Regions from separate parts of the Sus scrofa genome. Here region 1 is linked to region 2. The links are chromatin contacts, called in public HiChIP or PLAC-seq maps. All regions are on one chromosome and are shown on one strand. The core of a region is the stretch at or near the end of the contact, and the rest is flanking DNA. Distances in the headings are between cores, read along the strand shown. Region 1 overlaps LOC102163368 (a long non-coding RNA gene). Region 2 overlaps LARP4B (la-related protein 4B).

Region 1 (7,374 bases), core at 1,314-3,813, 680 kb after region 2:
TTCATGTAAAATGAGATTTAACCTTCCTGTTCATCTTTTCCTTACTGTAACTAAGACAGCTCACACATCGACTCCCATTTTTATAAGGCTCTGCACGTTAGAAAATCCTCGTAACTGTGCTGTAGATGCAAAAGCTACAGAATCTGACCAGGAGTGAGACGGTTAACTGGCTCCACATTCTTTACTATTTCCTCTGCATTTGCCCACCACATGATTTCTATAGAACAATTGCCCTGCTCGCAATCCTTCCTTTGCACCCTGTTTCCCAGGAAGGTAAGACGAGTCTCCATATTCCCATGGACGAAAGGAGAGTCCACTGAGAGCAGAAGTGCCAGTCCCAGCTCACGGTAGGGAGGGCTTTCCGTGGTGTCGGCAGTCTTGTCCTCATCTAGCTCTAAAGAGATCTTACCAAGTGAAACCCATATGCAGATATGAGGTCCATTTCTATTAATTTTTACCAAGGCAATTCATTGGTAATGTTTTAAAAAGTATCAAAGTTTTAAATCTATGTAATAGTTTTGCATACTGTTTTAGAAAGGGTACAATCCCTATTTCACATAATCATTAAAGGCAGTGAAATTTTTTTTTCTTTTTATGGCCACAGCTGTGGGCATGTGGAAGTTCCCAGGGTCAAATCAGAGCTGCAGCTAAGGCCTATGGCACAGCCGTGGCAACACCTGATCTGAGTCACATTTGAAACAGCTTGTGGCAACACCTTAGATCCTTAATCCACTAAGCCAGGCCAGGGCTCGAACAAGCATCCTCACAGAGACAACACTGGGTTCTTAACCCATTGAGCCACAGTGGGAACTCCTAAATCCAGTGAGATATTTTAGAGCTTGTTTACTTTCTTGGAAAATGCAGAATTTCAATTATTTTCGGTGGAAAAGAACAGTAATTGGTCTTAACACTCATCTAAAAAATGGCGTTGGCAGACATCATTACAAAAAAATTTAAAATCCATTGTATGAATATACATAATTCTATTTGTTTAAAAATAAAATATTTTTTCTATGAAGTAATAATTCTAATAACTGAATCTAGGTTACTTAGAAATAGGTCAGAATAGCATGACCGATGAATTATCAAATCTAACATAAGGCTTATGTTGTATTTTGTACCATTTTCAGAAAGGTAAAGTACTTTTTCCATCCAGCACATACAATCCTACCTCAGTCAGGGAGCATTTCACCCAAGTCATTTCTACAAGGAAAGCACTGGCACTAAAAACTCCACTGGTTATGAAATATATAAATGTTTTTGTTTTATTCCAGGGAATATTTTCTGAAGTTCAGACAACGTAGCAACATGAAATAGAAGTTTGTCTTATTCCCTTTGCAGAAGAGATCAAATAAGTAGCTGCCTTTTAGAGTTAACTCATGATTGTCAACTACCTATTTACTCCATCCTTCTAATCAGAAGTTTTCCTCCATTTCTTTTGCAAGCTTGTGATCGTTTCAGAGTGCATGTCTTAGATTCTGTGTAGGACCAGCAAGCCCCTTTCCCCAGCTCCTGAACCGGGAGACAGAGATTGCCTTCAGCTCCTGACTTGGCAGTCATTTCACGCAAGGTGCAATGTTTACCAAAGAGAACAGGAAATCTTTTCTCCAGTAAAATATATTCTAGTTAAACAATGAGTTTTAGTAGGAAATAAATGTGTTTACCTCGTATGTTGATAAAATTGCCTAAAGTTAAATTACAAGTCCTTCATTTGAAAGTAATCACAACTAAAGAGCTAGAGTTTCTGCTGTGGCGCAACGTGCTTGGTGGTGTCTGCGGTGCCAGGACACGGGCTTCAGCCCCAGCCAGGCACAGTGGGTTGGGGGATCCAGCATTGCTGCTGCTGTGGCATAGGCTGCAACTTTGGCTTGGATCTGATCCCTGCCTGGGGAACTCCATGTGCCTCGGGGCAGACAAAAAAAGGAAAAAAAAAAAAAGAGTGTTAACAGATCTGTTTAACTCTGAACATGAACTCAAGTATAGATTTACTAGATGGAGGAATAAAATCACTCCAGGTATTCCAGGGTTTGATGGCATATTAGGAGTTTTCTCTCTCAGAAGGCACTGTTTCCACATAGTGCAAAGAATTCCCTCTTTTGATTCCTTGTGGGTCTTGGTTACATGGGCTGTGATTTTAACCATTAAAAAAACCTCCTTGTATACTCAGCCTCTATTTTTCTGCCTGGATGGAGGGGACAATGGCCCTGTAGTCACTGCAGCCTGCTGCGTGGTTGCTGGGAGAGTGGATTAGCCATGCCTGTTTTGGTTTTGAATGAATATACCCCCGGCAAGCCATGCAGACAAAACAGTTTCTTAGGTGGCACATTTATAGAATTGGTGGCTCATCCTTACAAACGCCCTATATTCCCATGGGGCTGAGCTTTCATTATCAAAAACTCAGAGACACGGGTGCAGTACTCACAGCATAAACCTATATTCCTTACTTCATTTCCTCTTTCTGTCTTTTGAAAGAAGAGAAGAATGGAAGGACATGTCCACAAGCCTTTACGTTGCTCCATTCCTAGCACATCTCCAGGAAAATTAGACCAAGTAGTTTTCTTGCGTAATCTCCATCGGGAGATTAGTAATCAGCGAGACCAGCTGACTCTGAATTTTGTTGTGCTCAATGTAATTCTCACACATGAAGAATTTGCTTGTCTTCTTTGCCCGGAGGGTTCCCTTCCCTGATCTCTTGAGTAGAAATGAGTATTGTCTGAAAAGTCTGGGGCCAAACAGGGATACGGGCAGGGGAAGGGTGTGTTGTTTCTGTTGGGTTCCTGGAGTGAAAAGGTTCTAGCATCAAAAGTTTTGAGAACCTGGGGGAGGCGCCAGTCCCACTCTGGCCAGGGAAGAGATGACCTAGGTTGTGGGGAAGTAGTTTCCAGTGTGGTTTGTAATACTTTCAGCAGTTCTGAGGGTGGCCTGCTCTTCAACTTGAGGTTTGTATATTTAAAGATCTGTAACTACGTCCTGGAAGAAGAAATAAGTCTGAATTAAATCTCTCTCAGGACAATACACTTCTATCAAATTAGATAAAGGGAGTAGGCAAAAGTTATTGAGGACAATTAATAGCTGGCACAGTTAAAATTCCTATAGTCCCAATTCCAGTAAAGAAGTACTCTAATCAGTTTTACCTAATGCTATACGCTGATTTTCACAGAAATCCTGGAGGAGTGAGGTGAATTCATTTTCTTTAGCTAAAAGGAGTATATACTCATTCAACATGTACCATACTGATGATGACAAGATAATGGAGGAAATTAATATTATATTAATGTACAAGAAACTTGCCAATTTCCAAAGGAAATTAAAAGGATTACATTTTCTTTTATTTTTCTTCATCAAGGGAGAAAGGATTAGAGGTCTAACTTCATCCTTATTTCCCTTTTTGTTTTTTGTCCAGAAAGTATGGTTTTTATTTCTTTCTTGCTGTGTGTACCCGGTTATTCTAGATTTCCCTCCAGATTCAAGTGTTAATTTCTTTTCTTTTCTTTTTTCACTTTGTAAGCTGATTTGAGTACTTTTGTAAAGAAGACACACACTCTTAGTTTATCTAGCAGCAGTAGGAAAAGAAAAGCACTGGCCCAAGTCCAAATTCTTCTTTATAAAATCATTAAAGATTCAATATCAATTCCTCTGAAATAGGTGCTTTTTTCCCATCTCTGTTATGGCTGTGTTTTAGCTTAAATACATTTGTCTCCTTTTAGGTCCTAAAGTTTTCAACCGAAACGTGTTTTTTTCCTTCTTTCTTTTCCAAAATTGTTGTGCCTATTTGAACCTGGATAGCGACAGCTAAAAATGGCCTGAATCTGTCACGGAGAGACCCTGTAAGGCTCATAAATCTTATTGATGCTTTTTGCTAGAAGAGGTCATAAACATTTAAGGGACTGCTAAAACGTTAAATTAAACTTCCCCCAGTTTGTCAAGGGCATAGTTTTCTCTTGTAATCTAGATTCCTTATGCCTTCATTCATTGTTAGTTTAAAATTAGTCATCTAAAATAACTGAAAATGGAGCTCCCGTTGTGGCTCCATGGGTTAAGAACCTGACACTGTCTCTGTGAGGATGAAGATTCGATCCCTGGCCTCGCTCAGTGGGTTAAGGGTCTGGCATTGCCACAAGCTGTGGCATAGGGCATGGATGTGGCTTGGATCCTTGCTGCAGCTGTCGTGTAGGCTGGCAATTGCAGCTCTGATTCCACGACTAGCCTGGGAACCTCTATATGCCACAAGTGCAGATGGAATAAAAGAAAAAAATAACTGAAAAGTGTATCTGAGTCTTGTTGGACTACACCTTGCACCTGAGAGTAAGGCGTCATAATTCAATTTTCTGACTGAGCTCACAGGGCACGTAATTCTTCTTTCAAACTCTGAGAGAAAAACATTCATCTATCTCTGCCTCGATAATGAGGTAAAACTGATACAAAAACGAGGAGGGCATAGGTGCCCAATGAGGAAATACAGTCAAGAGCTCATTTCCTCTCCATGCTTATCTGCTACCTTCTCCCTTCTCAGAGGCTTCTCCTCAGAGCAGCAACGACCGGGAGGACTCTGTGGTGGAAACACTCTGCCCCGCTCTGTCCGTTGCGGTCGCCATTCAGGCGAGTGTGGCTTTGAGCACTTGACATATGGTAAGTGCAAGGGGTGGACTGAAGTTTAAATGAGTTTTAGGGAGTTCCTGTCATGGCTCAGTGGTTAACGATTCCGACTAGGAACCATGAGGTTGCGGGTTCGATCCCTGGCCTCACTCAGTGGGTTAAGGATCCGGCGTTGTCCTGAGCTGTGGGGTAGGTCACAGATGCGGCTCAGATCTGGTGTTGCTGTGGCTGCGGTGTAGACTGGCAGCTGTAGCTCCAGTTCGACCCCTAGCAGGGGAACCTCCATATGCCACAGGTGAGTCCCTAGAAAAGGCAAAAAGACCAAAAAAAAATTGATTTTAGTGGCCGATGGCTGCCATTTGGATGATATAGTCTTACAGTTGTTTGCCTCTAGCTAGTTAAGAAAATGTTTGTTCTCCTCAGACGCAATGTTTAGATCATAGGTCTCGTCCCCCAGCTAAGAGGAGCCTGATCATTAATTGCAGTGTAACACACTCTACACTGACTCTTTCAATAACTTGATGTAGACGCAAGAACTTTAAACGATTCTTAGACCTAAATGATCTAAATGATCAAAAGAAAGAGAAATCTTTCAAAGGAACATGTATTCCACAGAATATGTTACGTTGAGATTAAATAATTTAATCATCATTCTGACACAATAATAGAACTGATATATCTTGACTTATTCATATTTATTATAAGTAAAAACAATCTGCCTAATCTATTAATTAATTAATTAATTTATTTATTTATTTTATTTATTTTTTGTCTTTTTGCCATTTCTTGGGCCACTCCTGCAGCATATGGAGGTTCCCAGGCTAGGGATCCAATCGGAGCTGTGGCCACCGGCCTACACCACAGCCAGAGGAACACGGGATCCGAGCCGCGTCTGCAACCTACACCACAGCTCACGGCAACAACAGATCCTTAACCCACTGAGCAAGGGCAGAGACCAAACCCACAACTTCATGGTTCCTAGTCGGATTCATTAACCACTGCGCCACGATGGGAACTCCTATTTTATTTATTTTTTAATTAATTTTTTTTTTGGTCTTTTTGCCTTTTCTAGGGCCGCTCCCGTGGCATGTGAAGGTTCCCAGGCTAGGGGTCTAATTGGAGCTACAGCTGCCGGCCTATGCCAGAGCCACAGCAACACAGGATCCGAGCCGTGTCTGCAATCTATACCACAGCTCACGGCAACGCCAGATCCTTAACCCACTGAGCAAGGCCAGGGACCAAACCCGCAACCTCATGGTTCCTAGTTGGATTCATTAACCACTGTGCCATGACTGGAACTCCTATTATTTATTTTATATATGACTTTCCATATCTGCTAGCTCAGCAATTTTGTGAGACATATGCATATTTCATACCCCCTCAATTCTTCATGAGTTAACAGATTTCCTTACTGTTTCTCCTCTCTTGCATGTCTTCCTTTTTTTTTCAGTCCTCTAGGCGTTGTTGATCTCACCAATTATATTCAGTCTTTGTCCTATAGTTTATCTACTACATTACAAAAAGACATAAATCACTGAGTTTGGGATTTCAATATTTTAAAGACTGTGATGATGGTACAACATTATACAGACACCAAAAATGCAGGTTTCTGTGCTTGAAAGAATCCTCACAATGCCAAAACAAAGGTTTTGTTTCTCCTGAATGGATGTATGGCTCAAACAATGTCACTAAGTTAACTAGGTCAACTGCTCTCTCTCACAGCATCATTCAGCCACCAAATCTATCTGTAAGTCTGGGGAAAGGAGCCACAGAGGAAGACTGTGGGGAGATGAGAGTCATGACGAGAAAAACCACTTGTTGTTCTAACCACTTCTCCCAGGAGGAGACTGTGACCCAGGGAGTTTCTCTGGGAGCTTTGCCATTGAAACCTCTGTACATCCCCTGGCAACAGACGATTTGCTGCACTGCTGAAAGGAGCAGACAGGGGCTGGGCGCGGGGAGTGCCGAAGCTCACAAAGGAACTGTCCTCTTAAATAACAAGCCCACTGCTCGCCAAGGCTGCTGGAGCGCTTTCATTCAACAGGGGTCTGGAGCAACCACCTCTCTGCCTGGCATATAAATCTCTGTGGGCTTTCTTCCTTCTAGGTTTTTTCCTCTTTTGGGTGTGGATGGGTTCTACTGTCTGTTGCTTTGCTTTTTTTTTAGTTGAGAAAAATCTGATTAAAGAACTGATGATTTCATCTTCAGGTCTCCTGTGTGTTATGTGAAGTGACACAGTGTTCTTTATTTCCACACTAAACACATTAAAAGGTAACTGTAGAATTTTTATATTTGTGCTTCGTGTGCATTATACTCGTAGATGCAACTTTTGTACAGAAAGGCAAGAAAACAGGACGCATCATGAAAGGTTTAAAGTGGGAAGTAAAATTAATTTACTTCATAGTACATGGACTTACATCATATTATATATACTTTTGAAGTTCAGGGAACCTACTAAAGGGGAAGGAGTTTAATGTTTTCGTGTGGAATTCTGTCTCTGCCCTGTCGTGGTATATTTGGGGTTAATATGTGTCCTTTCCATCTTAATGTATGTAAACTTCATTCTAAAGCTTTGTAAGTAAATATCTGAAGGTTTCCAGGTTATTCTAAGCAAAGTTTGTCAAAACAGAGCACCTGAAAAGGTCCACCCCCTCATTTATTGACAAAATATCTTATTTCAGGACTTTGTTTTCAGTAGACAAGTTGCTCATTGGTGGCTTTTTCCACATTTTTTGACATTTTTGAGTGGCATTGTGACAGCAGTATATCGGAGCAGCG
Region 2 (6,974 bases), core at 156-2,655:
AGATAAAAAGCTATAGATGAGATGTTTTCCCAAAGTTGCTATATTGCCACAAGTCATATTACAGTGGTCCCTCCTTTTCTGCAGGGGATCCATTCCAGCACCTGAAGTGGGTGGCTTCAACTGTGGATAATATCGAATCCCTATGTGTACTTTTATTTTTCCTATACATACATACCTAGGATAAAGTTTAACTTATACATTGGGAACAGTAACTAATAATACAATGTAACGGTTATAGGAGTCCCCTTGTGGCATGGTGGATTAAGGATCCAGCATCACTGCAGTGGCTTGGGTCGCTGCAGTGGTGTGGGTTCCATCCCTGGCTTGGAGCCTCCACTAGCCACAGACTTAGCCAAGCCCCCCCAAAACAAAAATAACCCCACCCCCAATTATAACAGTATACTGTGATAAAAGTTATATGAATGTGGTCTCTCGAAATACCTTATTTCACAGAATTGCCTTTTCCATCTTAATTAATCACTTACTAAGCACCGTGGCTGTAACCCTTGCAGTTTGAGGTGCCACAGAAAAACTAGTATGGGGCATTCCGTCGTGGCTCAGAGGAAACTAATCTGACTAGTATCTGTGAGGATGTGCGTTTGATCCTTGGCCCTGCTCAGTGGGTGGGGGATGTGGCGTTGCCGTGAGCTGTGGTGTAGGTTGCAGATGTGGCTTGGATCCCCAGTTGCTGTGGCTGTGGTGTAGTCTGGAAGCTGTGGCTCCAATTGGACCCCTAACCGGGGAGCCTCCATATGCTGCGAGTGCAGCCCTAAAAAGCTAAAAAAGAAAAAAATTATCATGAATTTCTTTTTCCTTCAGTGTTTCACAGATAGAAGATTCATTCGTATTGTAGTTCTTAGCAACTTCAGCGTACAGCTTTTTCCCATATTAAATCAAGAACTTTTTTTATCTTTTCACCTAAAGGAAGCACCTCATAAGGCTTCCCTTTGGCATATCTGAATTGCCAGCATCACTGCTCTTGTGCTTTGGGACCATTAGTGAGTAAAATGAGGGTCACTTGAACACAAGCACTGCCAGACTGACAGTTGATCTGATAACCAGCCAGCTACTAAGTGACTAACCGAGGGATACGTGGGACAAAGGGATGATTCACCTCCTGGGCGGGGCCTCGCGAGATGGAGTCACGCTGCTCAGAATGGGGCGCTGTTGAAAACTTGTGAGTTGCTTATGTCTGGGATTTTCCGTTTGGTATTTTCGGACCATAGTTGACCATCGTAAGCAAAAGCATGGAAAGCAAACCCCAGATAAGGAAAGGCTACTGTACTCGGCAGTACTGTGTTGGGCAAGGGACAGCTAGATCATGAACTTCAGGTCACAGTTTGGTGCGGGGGTGTGGTTAGGTGGGTTTATGGATAATCGGTGAAGAATGAGTGTGTCATGTGTTTAATAATTACCTACACGTATAATCAGCTTAGTCCAGCCACATGGGTATTTTGTTTTTATTAGTGCCCTTGTTACCTGTCTGCCCTTATAAGAATGAGAGGGAAGCCTTTGATCCTTTCTGAGTATTCATGTAATGTTTGGTGTGAATGAAGTGACACTCTGAAGTCAGTTTCTGAGATTTTGAGTTTTGATCCACACTGTGTTATTAATAGAGATTTGATAGCTAGTTTGTGAAAGTAACTGCCAGAAAAATAAAAGTAAAACTAATTAGAAATACAACTAGTTGGCTGTTGGCAGAATGAGGACAGTAACTTTGGTCCCCTCTTTAAGCTAAGTTTTCTTTTTCTTTTTTTGTCTTTTTAAGGCCACATCTATGGCATATGGAAGTTCCCAGGCTAACGGTCAAATCAGAGCTGTAGCTGCCAGCCCACAGCACAGCCACAGCAACGCTGGATCTTTAACCCATTGAGCGAGGCCCAGGGGTTAAACCTGCGTCCTCCTGCATGCTAGTCAGATTGGTTTTGCCTGAGCCTCTCCCCTAAGCTAAGTTCTCCACGGCACTGTTTGAACTCAGTAGGCTGCTCTTCAGTTGATGACTTTAACAATGGCGTCTCAAAAGAAAAATCGAAATTGTGAAAGTGTTAACTTTATGTACGCTATGGAACTTTAAGCCAGTGTTTTATTGTTGTTGTTGTTGTTTTAAGGAGATTCGTAAAGCAGTCATTAAATTTTTTTTTTTTGGCCACCCTATGGCATATGGAGTTCCCCAGCCAGGGGTCAGATCCAAGCTGCAGTTATGACCTAAGCTGCAGCTGCAGGAACATCGGACCCTTAACCCATTGTGTCTGGCGGGGAATCATGCCTGCGTCCCAGGGCTCCCAAGATGCCACCGATGCCATTGCATCACAGTGGGAACTCCTAAACTGCTTTTTAAAACATTGAATTAATGTATTTATTCTGGAAAAATTAAGGGCTCTTTTTTTTTTTTTTTTGTAAATTTTGTCTAATTTTAACTTACTAGCTTTAATCCATTTAGGAAGGCATTAACAGATCTTCCAGTTTGTATCATATATTCAGACTCATCTTTGAGCAATGGTCTAAGCGAAATTCTTTTAAATTCAGTGGTTTCCTTCCCAAAGCATTCAGACTTCAATATCCACACTGTTGGCGCAGGGCTCTGCCTTCAGGCTTTGGAAGCATCAGTGCCTCTGTTCACACCCATCACCTTTTCGTGACGAGGAGCTCTGACTCGCTGTGAGCACCAGGCCCCCTCTTGGCCTTTGGTTTAGCCTTCTCAGCACCATTTTGCTTGCTCCTGCTGTGTGTCTAATGATTGAGATCTCAGCAGCCTACAGCTTTCCCGCAAAACGTGAGAAATGAGTGTGGGTCCCGTCAGCTCCCATCTTCAACAGTGTATTTGGCTTATAAGTCAGATGACCCAAAGTCCTTGCCCCCCAACATTTGTTCTTTGGAACTCGTGTTTTACTGTTTGGGAGGGAACCCCTGTTTACTGGGGCCTGGAGACAGTTGCCTGACATCACACAATGAGAGAAGAGCAGATAATGAGATCTATCTAGCTTCTTGCTTCCAAGACCATTGCAGATAGTGCCCGATTCTTGGAAAGCATAGGTGTCTTGGATAAAGTTGTCTTAGGTCCAGTAACCTGATAGGTTTGAGGGCTCCACACACAGCACAGCTGAACATCAGAAGCACTGGCTGTGGGAGTTCCCATCGTGGCTAGCAGTAGTGAACCTGACTGGTATCCGTGAGGGTGTGGTTTGATCCCTGGCCTCGCCCAGTGGGTCAGAGGATCCAATGGTGCTGTGAGCTGTGGTGTAGGTTGCAGACGTAGACGTGGGTTGGATCTGGTGTTGCTGTGCCTTTGTTGCAGGCCAGCAGCTACAGCTTGGATTTAGCCCCTAGCCTGGGAACTTTCATATGCCTCCGGTGTGGTCCTAAAAAGACCAAAAAAAAGCGGGGGGGGGGGGGGGGAAGAAATGCTGGCTTGAACAAGAAAGTTTTCATCGTAGTTTTATAGTGATGATTGTTGAGGTCAGGGTAGCCCACAGAACAAGACTGAGAGAAGTTCATTTACTGTCCTGAGCAGTAGTTCACAATTACTGGAGTTGACTCTGATAGTTTGCTTGGAGCTTGTATGGTTTCATTGCCTGTTGAACTGTAATCCTAACTGGCCTCGGAGTTGTGGTCCAGTTACACAAAGGTATTATGTTGCAATATCAAACTCAAAGATTATCCAAATGTATGTGTTTTTAATTCATAGCTGTGGAACAAATTCTCTTTTCAAACAGTGGTATCATTTTGTAAGGAATAATTCATGCTAGGGGGTATTAGGTTTTTTTGTTTTTTTTCACTTTTTTGTCCTTTTAGGGCCACACCCGCACATATGGAAGTTCCCAGACTAGGGGTTGAATGGGAGCTGCAGCCGCTGGCCTACACCACAGCCACAGCAACGCCAGATCTGAGCCTCATTTGCAACTTACACCACAGCTCACAGCAATGTTGGATCCTTAACCCACTGATCAGGGCCAGGGATCCGAACCTGCATCCTCAATGGATATTAGTCGGATTCATTACTGCTGAGCCACAGTGGGAACTCTGTATTTTAATGTTAATAATTTGCACTGTCATTTTGGAAAACGTGGAAGCATGTTAGGTTGTCACATGTAGTGCTTGAGGACTGTGGTTAGCTTCTGTGCTTGGCCTCAGTAGCTGTTACTTTCAGAGTACAGTGTGGTTGGCACAGGTCCCCCCCATTCTCTCCAGAAGTAGAGCACTCCTCTGGAACCTTCCATAAGCCAAAACGATGTTAAGCAAAGAAGCAGTTATGTCAGGAAAAGTCTTGTTTTGGGAGGCCAGGAAGAATGGCGAAGCACAGGCCTCGGTCCCCAGCCACAGTGGCTGGATGTGGGGCTGGCTGCTGAGGCCCCTGGTGTCCTTGGGGGCGGAGCGCTCTGCCACCACAGGGAGGGCCAGCGCCACCTCTCTAGTTTCACAGCAGAACAAACGCTGAAAGCTGTTTGGGATTTTTGCAAAAGGAGAAATTCTCTCCAGGTCTCTTGATGCGCGAAAATGGGAGCTAATGCAGCCTTTCACACAAGCGGGCAGCATCAGTCAGGCCCCCTTGGGAGAAGCGGGCGAGCTCTGCATTCTTCCCTCCAGGCCTGGCGTCTGGCTCGCTGCTCACAGCAGCGCCCGCACTTGTCTGCACACGAGCCCGTTGCGGGCTCAGCGCAGGTGAACGTGGCCGCCCCCAGCCCTCACCTCAGGCCCCTGCTCTTAGCCTTCTCCGTCACCCAGCCTGGCGTCGTCAGTGGACTTGGGGAGCAGGAGGGGGTGTCCTTGAGCACCTGAGTTGTCTTTAGCACTTCTGGTACATGTCCGTTTTTCTAGTGAAAGGACTTACAACTTTTCAGCGTATTTTCAAAAGGACCTTTGATCTCTTCTTTGAATATAAGTAATAGTTTTTTGTGTGTTTGCCACTTAGGAATGTCTTCTGTGTGTTATTTTGATAGTTAAATGTAGTTTTTCCCGTCAGCACCACGTTGTATTTCACTCTTCTGTATGTTCAGACCCCATCTACACACTTAACTGTGTGTACACACGTGTACACATACAAAATCTAGAGGATATCTAAAATAAAATGAAAATGAACTCAAAGTACTTATATCCTAACCTAAAAATACTGCTTTTTCCTGCTTTAACACATCATTTGGAATCAGCAGCAATGGAAGCTTTCCCTTGAATCATCTCATTTTTCTGAGCTTTGTATTTTAAATACTAGGAATTTCTTCCCATGTGTCTATTGCATGAGAGATGAAGTGATCAAACACATATTTCCCGAGATTCTGCTCTGTTGGGCACTGCCTCTCAGGAGTGCGGTGGTCAGGAGACGGCTGGATGTTTTCCTGCCCTCCCGGTACTTGACTCATGTGACACAGCTGTCGCCGCGTGGGAAGGGTGTGCGACTCAGGCTTTGTGGAGAGGATGACGAGTGACATTTCAGTGGCCTTGCTGGTTAGAGTCCCAGGTGCCTGCTGTTGTTGGCTTGAGCTGAGGGCTAGGAGACAGGGCTCCTTGTTCAGGAAGGTCCTTCTACGGAAGGATGGGTGGGTTTGGGGAGACTTAAGAGGTTGGGGTGGTAATTGAGTTCAGAGCTGATGGTTATTGGGGACAGTTCAGTGACAAGAGGTGAGGAGCTATAGGCTTTTTGGAGAGGAAGGGGTTTCTGGTTTGTGAGGCTGGTAGATGACCTGCCAGGTGGTGTCTTTCCTTGAGATCTAGGGATTGTCAGTTTGTGTTTGTTTTGGGTGGGGGAAGGCGATGGATTAAAACAAACAAACAAACAAAAAAACAGTTGATCTTGAGGAATCCATAGGTCAAAAAAAATGTTCAACCAGGTATTTGCTTAGATGCGGTGAAATTCAGCATATGGTGTTCACTGAGAGCAGAAGAGCTTGAGGCCCATTGAGGCAGCAGCTCTGGGTGATGCTCTCCCAGTGAGGCCAGCCGCCCTCAGCATGCTAGGGCATGCTGGGGCGGGTGGGCTGCTCTTTGCTTTCTTTGTCTCTGTCTCTCTTCCCACCAGTTGAGCTGTTGGCTTACGAAAGCCAGTTCAACTTGTGCCTGAGTTTGTTCAGGGCACTTGTACTCATGAGTGCAATTACATGATGTAACTCATAAACTGATAAAAAAAAGTACTAAAACATTTACTCATAGGAAAACTAATTTGAAAACTTTGGAGTGTCTCAATAAAACAAATCGCCAAGAGACTTGTCATTAAATTAGGCAGATAAGACAACTATAAAAAATTGGGGAATAACGTTTCGAGAAGTATTGTGCCATTCAGACTATTTTTTAAGTGTCTGAGTTGTACTTTAAAGACACAAAGTGAAGTCTTAGGTGATTGACTAGGATGTGGGTTAGGTGAGCAAGAAATCGAAGAACATCTAGCAGACCGACCGAGGCTAAGAAAAAGCCCAGGTGAGGAGCGTGTACAGGTTCAGGGCTCTGGTGTCAGGCTTTAGAATTGCTTCCGTTTACAGCTCCTTCCGTCACGGTCACGGTCACGCAGGAGAGAGCTTTACTGTGCGGCGGAGGAGGAGGAGGAGCAGCATCCAGGGAGGGTCAGAGAGGAGCAGGAGAGGAGCAGATGCGGGAAGGGAGCGCTTGCAGAGGCTGCTGCTGGGACCACCCAGCATCAGGCAGGCAAGTGGCTGTCTTGGAAGGACCAGCATCCTTGGGGGGGCTGCAAGGAGCCCCCGGCCCTTTGGTTTGTCCTTCTCTGTTCCTGCTTCTTTCGCCTTCACTCTCCCTGTGCTCTGTCTTCGGAGGCTGCATGGGCTGGGCGTGTTTAAACAGTGATGGACGGAAGAGGCAGAAGGTACAGGAGAGGAGGAGGGAATGGGATCCGGACCACAGCAAAAGGACCAGGGCTCCTATAGTTAACAGGCAGTGTTTTTCTCCAGACCTTTGATGTGGAAACTGCTGAGAAAAACTCATTCACTTCCATGAAGTTTTCGAAAGTTGCCTTAGGTGCAGGCTTTGTGAGG

Evidence for each region. HiChIP or PLAC-seq counts read pairs in DNA pulled down with a chosen protein or histone mark.
Region 1: an H3K27ac HiChIP or PLAC-seq map of alveolar macrophages shows a contact between it and region 2. The contact joins two enhancer-like sites. A contact is called at or near these places in 1 of 5 promoter capture datasets (fetal liver), 1 of 47 Hi-C or Micro-C datasets (embryonic fibroblasts) and 1 of 2 datasets of contacts at active chromatin or transcription factors (alveolar macrophages).

Annotation. Positions count from the first base shown.
Region 1 is chr10:69,312,193-69,319,566 of Sscrofa11.1, forward strand. LOC102163368 (a long non-coding RNA gene) reads left to right here. Exons shown (of 4, transcript XR_001299417.2): 2 at 3,708-3,827; 3 at 4,514-4,629; 4 at 6,319-7,374. Among named protein-coding and RNA genes, the nearest start is that of ZMYND11, 20 kb to the left of the region's middle. Within about 2 kb of position 2,564, at least 6 of the 83 cell types and tissues checked have an H3K27ac peak or open chromatin away from gene starts, as enhancers often do. A contact at or near this core is called in alveolar macrophages, where this site is marked.
Region 2 is chr10:68,629,351-68,636,324 of Sscrofa11.1, forward strand. All of the region lies in intron 1 of LARP4B (la-related protein 4B), which reads left to right. Among named protein-coding and RNA genes, the nearest start is that of LARP4B, 11 kb to the left of the region's middle. Within about 2 kb of position 1,406, at least 18 of the 83 cell types and tissues checked have an H3K27ac peak or open chromatin away from gene starts, as enhancers often do. A contact at or near this core is called in alveolar macrophages, where this site is marked.